2 separate regions of the Mus musculus genome follow, and region 2 is linked to region 1. The links are chromatin contacts, called in public HiChIP or PLAC-seq maps. All regions are on one chromosome and are shown on one strand. Each heading gives the region's core, a stretch centred on a gene start, on an enhancer-like site or on the middle of the called end of the contact. The rest is flanking DNA. Distances are from core to core; before and after follow the strand shown.

Region 1 (3,369 bases), core at 727-3,226:
TTTCCACGTCCGAGCACTGAGCCTGTAATTTTAGGCTGGGTTCATTTAACTGTAGATGCTCTGCATGGCAGGAGCTACACAGCCATACAGGAGACACGAGCTGTGTGGGAGATGTGATCGAGGCGTGGTGCCCAACGTGGTGTTGCTGTTTTTAGAGTTCACTTTCATTTGCTCAGAAAGGATCTCCATCTCTGTTTGCTGGCAAGCAGAGAGCCTGGGCACCTAGCTGCCCCTCTAGTTCTCTGCCTCATGACCTAGTTGCTTTCTGGTGTCTTGTACAAAAAGCTTTATTTAGTCTGCAGAGAGGTTTATTTCTCCAACTAAAGGAGCGCTGTCACCGTAGTCTAGGAGCATGATGGATGCCCAGTGAGTGCTGTTGCTCAGATACTACAGGAGGCTGACCCTAAGGTGCTAGGAAGAAAGACACCGAGCACAGATTCCTCCAGCTAGCTTTGCACATCATCATCATCAGTGAAAATACTGCCAGATAGCCATTTGCCTGACCCTCCACAAAGCAGCTCCTCTTACTGCCCCAGCTCTGACCCTTTTCTCTCGGTTGGTACAACAAGCTCCTTGTTGAGAACTTAGTGCCAAGGTTAGTCTCCTGGCTTCTGACCTGGCCTGTTTTCTTGCTGCCTTCTGATCTGCATGCTTTCAGCTTCTGCTTGGTCCATGGCATTTACCCCTTTTCTGATGTTTGTCGCTGCTGGGTGGTTTTGCTGATCCCCTTTTGTGATAACTCAAGAGAGAGACTCAGCCATGCCTGGTAGTGTCTGCTAGTTGTCTGAATTAGTTAAGATGGCTGTAAATATGCATCAGCTGGGCATCATGGTGGGCGTGCACTTGTGATGCCAGCACTTGGTAGGGGGAGGCATTGTTTCAGGCCAGCCTGGTGGACACAGTGAGGTCTAGGCAAGTCAGGATTAAATAATGGGATCTTGTTGAAAGCATGCAAGTGAGAATGAAAAAAAAAAACGTGTATTTATTATCTAACTCTGAGTCACTAGTGTATAACAGGAAAAGTATAGTCAGGGTGTTTTTGCATGCCCTGCCAGAGAGCAGTTCTGGTCTGGGGTCCTATGATGAAAAATCCCTAGCCTGTTGCTATGCTCTGGGGAAAAAAAAAAACAACAAAAAACAAAGAAATGATCTGCTAAGCACATATTGAGTGCCTGCTGTTTTCTTGGTCTTAAGACCAAGTGGAAGTATTATAGTGTTTTTTGTTTGTTTGTTTGTTTGTTTTTAAGGCTTTAAAAATTTATTTATTTATTTAGTGTAGGTAAGTACACTGTAGTTGTCTTCAGATACCCCTGAAGAGGGCATCAGATCTCATTCCGGATGGTTGTGAGCCACCAGGTGGTTGCAGGGATTTGAACTTAGGACCTTTGAAAGAGCAGTCAGTGCTCTTAACAGCTGAGCCATCTCTCCAGACCACTTGTTACAGTGTTTTAAATATATGTATTTTAAAGATAAGATTTATTTTATTTATGTATATATGTCTATGTTTAAATGAATCTTTGCCATATGTCTCTAGAGGCCAGAAAAGGGTGTTGGATTCCCCCCACAGCTGAAGTTACAGGTAGTTATAAGAAGCCTGATTTGGGTGCTGGGAATGGAACTCAGGTCTTTTGGAAGAGCAGCGGGTGCTTTTGACCTTTGAGATATCTGTCCAGCCCTGGGCTAGACTGTTTTATCCTCAAGTCTTTGGGATCTCTTTTGGTGGGTTCCTGTTCTATGGTCAGTTCCCAGGCAACAGCTTTTAGGATAGCCCATGCTCCAGTTGTTTGAGACCCACATGAAGACCAAACTGCACTTCTGCTGCCTATGTGTGGGGAGTTTTAAATAGGTTTTGTTGTATTGTTTTGCTTTGTAGCCCAGGGTCACAGCATACACTTTGCAGACAGTGCACAGAGCTAGTGATAAGCGTTTGTCCTGAGTAAGAGGAGCAGGCTCATCAGTGATGGTAAGGTAGGGCCTCATCTCATGCTTGAGTGTTGGCTTTGAGGTCTAGATCCGTCCTGTGAAAAGGTAGTGAGTGGGTGTGAGTGTCACTGACATCAACATCCTGATAGTACTGATGTGCCCACCAGCAGGCAGATTGCAGAGGACAGGAAAAAAAAACCCTGCAGTGCTAAGCAACCTGGTCAAGAGGGCACCATGTTGCTGTTCAAGTAGGCTAAAAGTGGAAAAATAATTAGCATGTGAAAAGGCTTGTTTGTGGAAATGGCTGTAAGTTAATGGAAGCAGGTTGATTTTTCTGAGTTGGAACACCCATTCAACCTCAAAATAATGTTTTCACATTTTGTCCTACCAAAACACCAACTCCCCCCACCCCCCACCCCAGCCCTGGTTTTCCAGCCTGAGTGTGGCTGGAGTTGAGCTCATCTGCTCTGTGGGCTTCCAGCTGTTTGACTGGCACTTGAAAGCCACTGAGAGGCATTCCAAAGCTTGAGTTTCTTTGTAGCCCAAACCAACCTGGACCTTCTGATCCGAAGGCTGAGATGACAGGTGTTTACCACTGGAAAAGTAACTTGTATTAACCTGATGCAATTGTTGACTGGTCTCCTTGGCTTATCACCTCAGTCTGCTAACCTAGGCCTAGTTCTGGAAGCTTCTAGTCTCCATACAATCTAATCTAGGCCTAGAGTGTTTTCAGCCACTGAGACTTACGGCTGAATAGGCTCACCCTTTTTTTTTGTTTGTTTTTGTTTTTGTTTTTGCGAGACAGGGTTTCTCTGTATAGCCCTGGCTGTCCTGGAACTCACTTTGTAGACCAGACTGGCCTTGAACTCAAAAATCCGCCTGCCTCTGCCTCCCGAGGCAGAGGCTCACCCTTTCTTATTCTTTCTGAGCTCTGGCTGGCTGATTCAACTCAGCTGTTCTGGCTCAAAACTCCTCTTCAACTGACTGGTCCAATCTGGCTTCTCTCTCAGCCTATTCTGAATGGCCCTGCCTGGCCTCATACTATCTTTGGCAATATGTTCTAATCTTCTGGCTCCTTCTCATTCTCTAGCTCATTCTGTCTTCATCAGTGTCTAGTTTGTTCTCTTTCTGCAACCTGTCTCTGTACAACTGTCCTGATAAAACTGCCTCCTTCTTTCTCCTTTTCTGTGCTGCTGCTCCCTCGGGTCATTTCCCTTTCCTCTTGTGAAACTTGAGCATATCCTACTCTGTCAAATCTTTCTCTGATTTGACACTTTGTCTGCCACTCAATTAGACACCACTTACAAGCATGGGTGCTTCCTTCTAAAAACTAACGTTACTTTCATTGTTTGGGATTAAAGGTGTGTGCTAATGGCTGAGCCACACCATTACTAGAAACAGGATATATATGTATATATACATACATACAGTAAATAACAAAATTTT
Region 2 (3,470 bases), core at 915-3,414, 83 kb before region 1:
AATGCCAGAAAGCAGGCAGTCTGTGTAGACAGAAAGTGGATCAGTGGTTGCCTGGAGCTGGAGGCAGGAGGACAGAGCATGAAGGATCAATTTGTATTGATAGAAATGTCCTAATACTGGATTGTGGAAATGTTTTCACGGCTCTGTATATTTAGTAACAGCCACTAAGCTGAATACTTTAAATGGATGAATCTGATGGTCTGTAAATTACTCATCCACTTCTTAAATATTACTCACCCCACAGCCACCCCAAGATAAACATTGCCTAATTTACAGTTCTTGCTTCTACCAGCTTGAAGAACACACCTCGATGCTACCTTTATAAATAAAGAAGACACAGTTATGACCCAATGACACGGTGTAATAATCAACAATTTTATACTTTTTTTTTCACATTTTAAAATCAGCAATGACTGGATTTGGTGGCATGGACCTGTCATCCCAGTTATAAGGGGGCTGAGGCAGAAGAACTGGTAGCTGAAGACTTGTGTTGGCTACAGAATGAGTTCAAAGCCATCTTGGCAACACTCACTTCCACACACACTAAGAAAAACAAAAAAGGAGAGGACGTTAAGGTTTAGCGGTAGGACAGTGGTGGCGCACACCTTTAATCCCAGCACTTGGGAGGCAGAGGCGGGCAGATCTCTGAGTTTGAGGCCAGCCTGGTCTACAGAGTGAGTTCCAGGACAGCCAGGGCTACACAGAGATAACCTGTCTCAGAAAAACAGAAGGGGGTGAGGGGAATTCAGTGGTAGAGCACTTAGTTATCATGTGTGAGGTCAATATTAATAAATGTATTCTTAACTCTAAAGGAAAAAAACCCCACAGCTTCTCCAATTTCCCCCTGGGAACTGGTGCTTAGCTTACTAAATGGAATGCTCTACTAAGTATATATCAGGCCCTGGGTTTGATTCCCAACTCGTTAACTAACTATGATGGTGCCCACAGCAAGTCCAGCATTCCAGGTGTGGAAACCAGGCATCCTTGGCTACATGGGAAATTTGAGACTAGCCTGGGCTACGTGAAACCCTATCTCAAGAGGGAAAAAAGTAGCTGAAGATATAACAGCATCAAATGGACTTATTTTATAAGAAAGTCCCAGAAGGGGCTGGTGAGATGGCTCAGCAGTTAAGATCAAATCCCAGCAACCACATGGTGGCTCACAACCATCCATAATGAGATCTGATGCCCTCTTCTGGAGTGTCTGAATGTACTTACATATAATAATAAATAAATAAATCTTTAAAAAAAAAAAAAAAGTCCCAGAAGGACTGCAACTGAGTTAAAAGGAAAACTATCTTCTTAAATTGTTGCTATTGTTGATGCTGCTGCTGACAGAAACCAGATCTCTGTAGCTTTGGCTATCCTAGAACTTGCTATGTAAACTAGGCTGCCCTTGAAACTCACAGGGTTCTCTCTGCTTCTACCTGCTGACCACTAGGATTAAGGCAGGCACCGCCATGCCTGACAGACATTGTTTTTTAATTTTAAAATCGCGGTTACTTCTTTGTTCAGGAGGTAAGTGTGCTATGGCACAAGGGTATAGGTGCGAAGACAATCTCGTGTTGAGAATGAGGGTGGGATCTTTTTCTCTCTGTGGGTCATGGGGATCGAACTCTGGTCGTTAGGCTTGGTGGCAAGCACCTTTACCGGCTAAACCATCTGTCTGATCCTCCCAGTCAATTTTTAAGGCATTACACCATGCCTATGTACAGCTACAACATCTATTCACACATATGCGAGGCCCACAGTTGGGGCATGGGTGCCACCACTGCCTTTTAACCCTTTCATAACTCACACCCATGGAGAATGGCGCCCAAGGGGTAAATTAAGGCACTTAGCCCTGGGCTTTTTCCTGCCCAGGCAAAAATGGCAAAGGTGGTGGTGGGGTGAATATGCAAGAATATCAGAGACTTAAAATTACCAACCATTACAAGTGTTCTCTCTCAGTCAATTAAACGGCTTCAAGTTTCCAAAAACCAAGCATTCCGTTTGAGGTAGTTAGTTGCTTTTCAAAGATAGTCCCGAGAACTCGTAGACTGAGTGAAGCATCCTCTGCACGTTCTAGAAAATTCTCTTGTGGGGCACTTGATAAGGTGTACAAACAGCACTGAGAGGTAGCTGTTATGTTACAGCGAACTCCCAAGCCACCAAGTGAAACCCAAGATGTCATTTCAACCCACTCACTGGAAAGTCTGACTCAGGAAACGTGGGGTGTGTGCGCCTGCGGTCCGGTGCTTACTGAAGCCACACCCACAAGCCTTCTAAGGCTAACTCTGATGCCCGCGAGTCCTGATTCATTAAAAATCTTTAGGCTTACTCCCACTGTGCCCTTTCATCTGCTGTCTGTATCCTAAAGATGTTTCCACGAGCACGCTTGAAATTTTCCTGAATGGACAGATTATCCTTCAGAGTTTATGTATGCTTTTTCCATCTCTCTCTCTCTCTCTCTCTCTCTCTCTCTCTCTCTCTCTCTCTCTCTCTAATTATAGAGGTTTTTAAGCCCCTGCTGTGGGACATTTGAGTTCCTTTCTTGGGTGGGTGATAAGTTTTGGCTTCAGGCTGGAATGTCCCAGAATAACCAACGTTTAAAAGTCTCCTTGTCTGAAGTTTTCAGGGCCTCCCATGACTGAGGCTATGCTGTAGCTACTGAGATCAAGCAGAGAAGGGCAGGGGAGGCAGTGTATGGCCTAGATATTGTTCAAGAATTCTCATTACTTCAAACCACTGTTAGCCCTTGGCTTGGAAGCTGGCCCAGTAGGTAAGAGTGCTTGCTGCACTTCCAGAGGATCTGAGTTCAGTTCCTAGTGTTTGTGTGCCTGCAGCCTGAGCTCCAGCTTGAGTGCTTGAATAAGAATGGCCGTCCTAGGTTCTTAACTTTGAATGCTTGGTCCCCAGTTGTTGGAACTGTTTAGGGAGGGTTAAGTGTCACCTTGTTGGAAGAGGTATGTTACTAAGGGCCAGGCTTTGAGTTTTCAAAAGCCATTCCCAGTTAGCTCTCTCTGCCTCATGCTTTTGGATCAAATGTAAGCTCTCAGTTCTTGCCCCAGGACTGTGTTCCCTACCATGATAGTTACAGTCAAACCCTCTAGAACAGTGAACTCCAAGTTAACCACTTTCTTTTATAAGTTGCCTTGGTCATGGCATTTTGTCATAGCAATAGAAAGTTAACTAAGATACATACAAATATGTAAAAGCAATGAAAATAAATCTTCAAAATAAGGAAGATTCTCTGTTCATTGAAGCAGGGCAGTGGGTAGCATTGGAAGACATGAAGGCCAGAGGCAGGATAGGCTTTTCAGACTTAAGTCCTGATGAAGGTAGTGCCGTTCCTCTCAGGGTTGGGGTAATGTTGGGAGGCAGGCAGGGGCTAGAGTATTGTTTAAATCTGCCTGAAGGCACAACTCCATACTTTATGCATACCTCCAGGATATTTTTCCATTAACAACCAACCTTTGGAGGTTTGTCCC

Evidence for each region. HiChIP or PLAC-seq counts read pairs in DNA pulled down with a chosen protein or histone mark.
Region 2: a BATF HiChIP or PLAC-seq map of CD8 T cells shows a contact between it and region 1, with 6 read pairs. The contact joins two enhancer-like sites. A contact is called at or near these places in 1 of 15 datasets of contacts at CTCF or cohesin (the NIH/3T3 cell line), 13 of 484 Hi-C or Micro-C datasets (CD4 T cells, CD8 T cells, CD8 central memory T cells and 6 more), 12 of 115 datasets of contacts at active chromatin or transcription factors (CD8 T cells, the HPC-7 cell line, bone marrow-derived macrophages and 7 more) and 2 of 9 other capture datasets (adipose tissue and liver).

What each region holds. Positions count from the first base shown.
Region 1 is chr10:12,804,673-12,808,041 of GRCm38.p6, reverse strand. All of the region lies in intron 1 of Utrn (utrophin), which reads left to right. Among named protein-coding and RNA genes, the nearest start is that of Utrn, 55 kb to the left of the region's middle. Within about 2 kb of position 1,976, at least 48 of the 459 cell types and tissues checked have an H3K27ac peak or open chromatin away from gene starts, as enhancers often do. A contact at or near this core is called in CD8 T cells, CD8 central memory T cells, Th17 cells and 6 more, where this site is marked.
Region 2 is chr10:12,887,280-12,890,749 of GRCm38.p6, reverse strand. No RefSeq gene overlaps it. Among named protein-coding and RNA genes, the nearest start is that of Utrn, 27 kb to the right of the region's middle. Within about 2 kb of position 2,164, at least 58 of the 459 cell types and tissues checked have an H3K27ac peak or open chromatin away from gene starts, as enhancers often do. A contact at or near this core is called in CD8 T cells, CD8 central memory T cells, Th17 cells and 6 more, where this site is marked.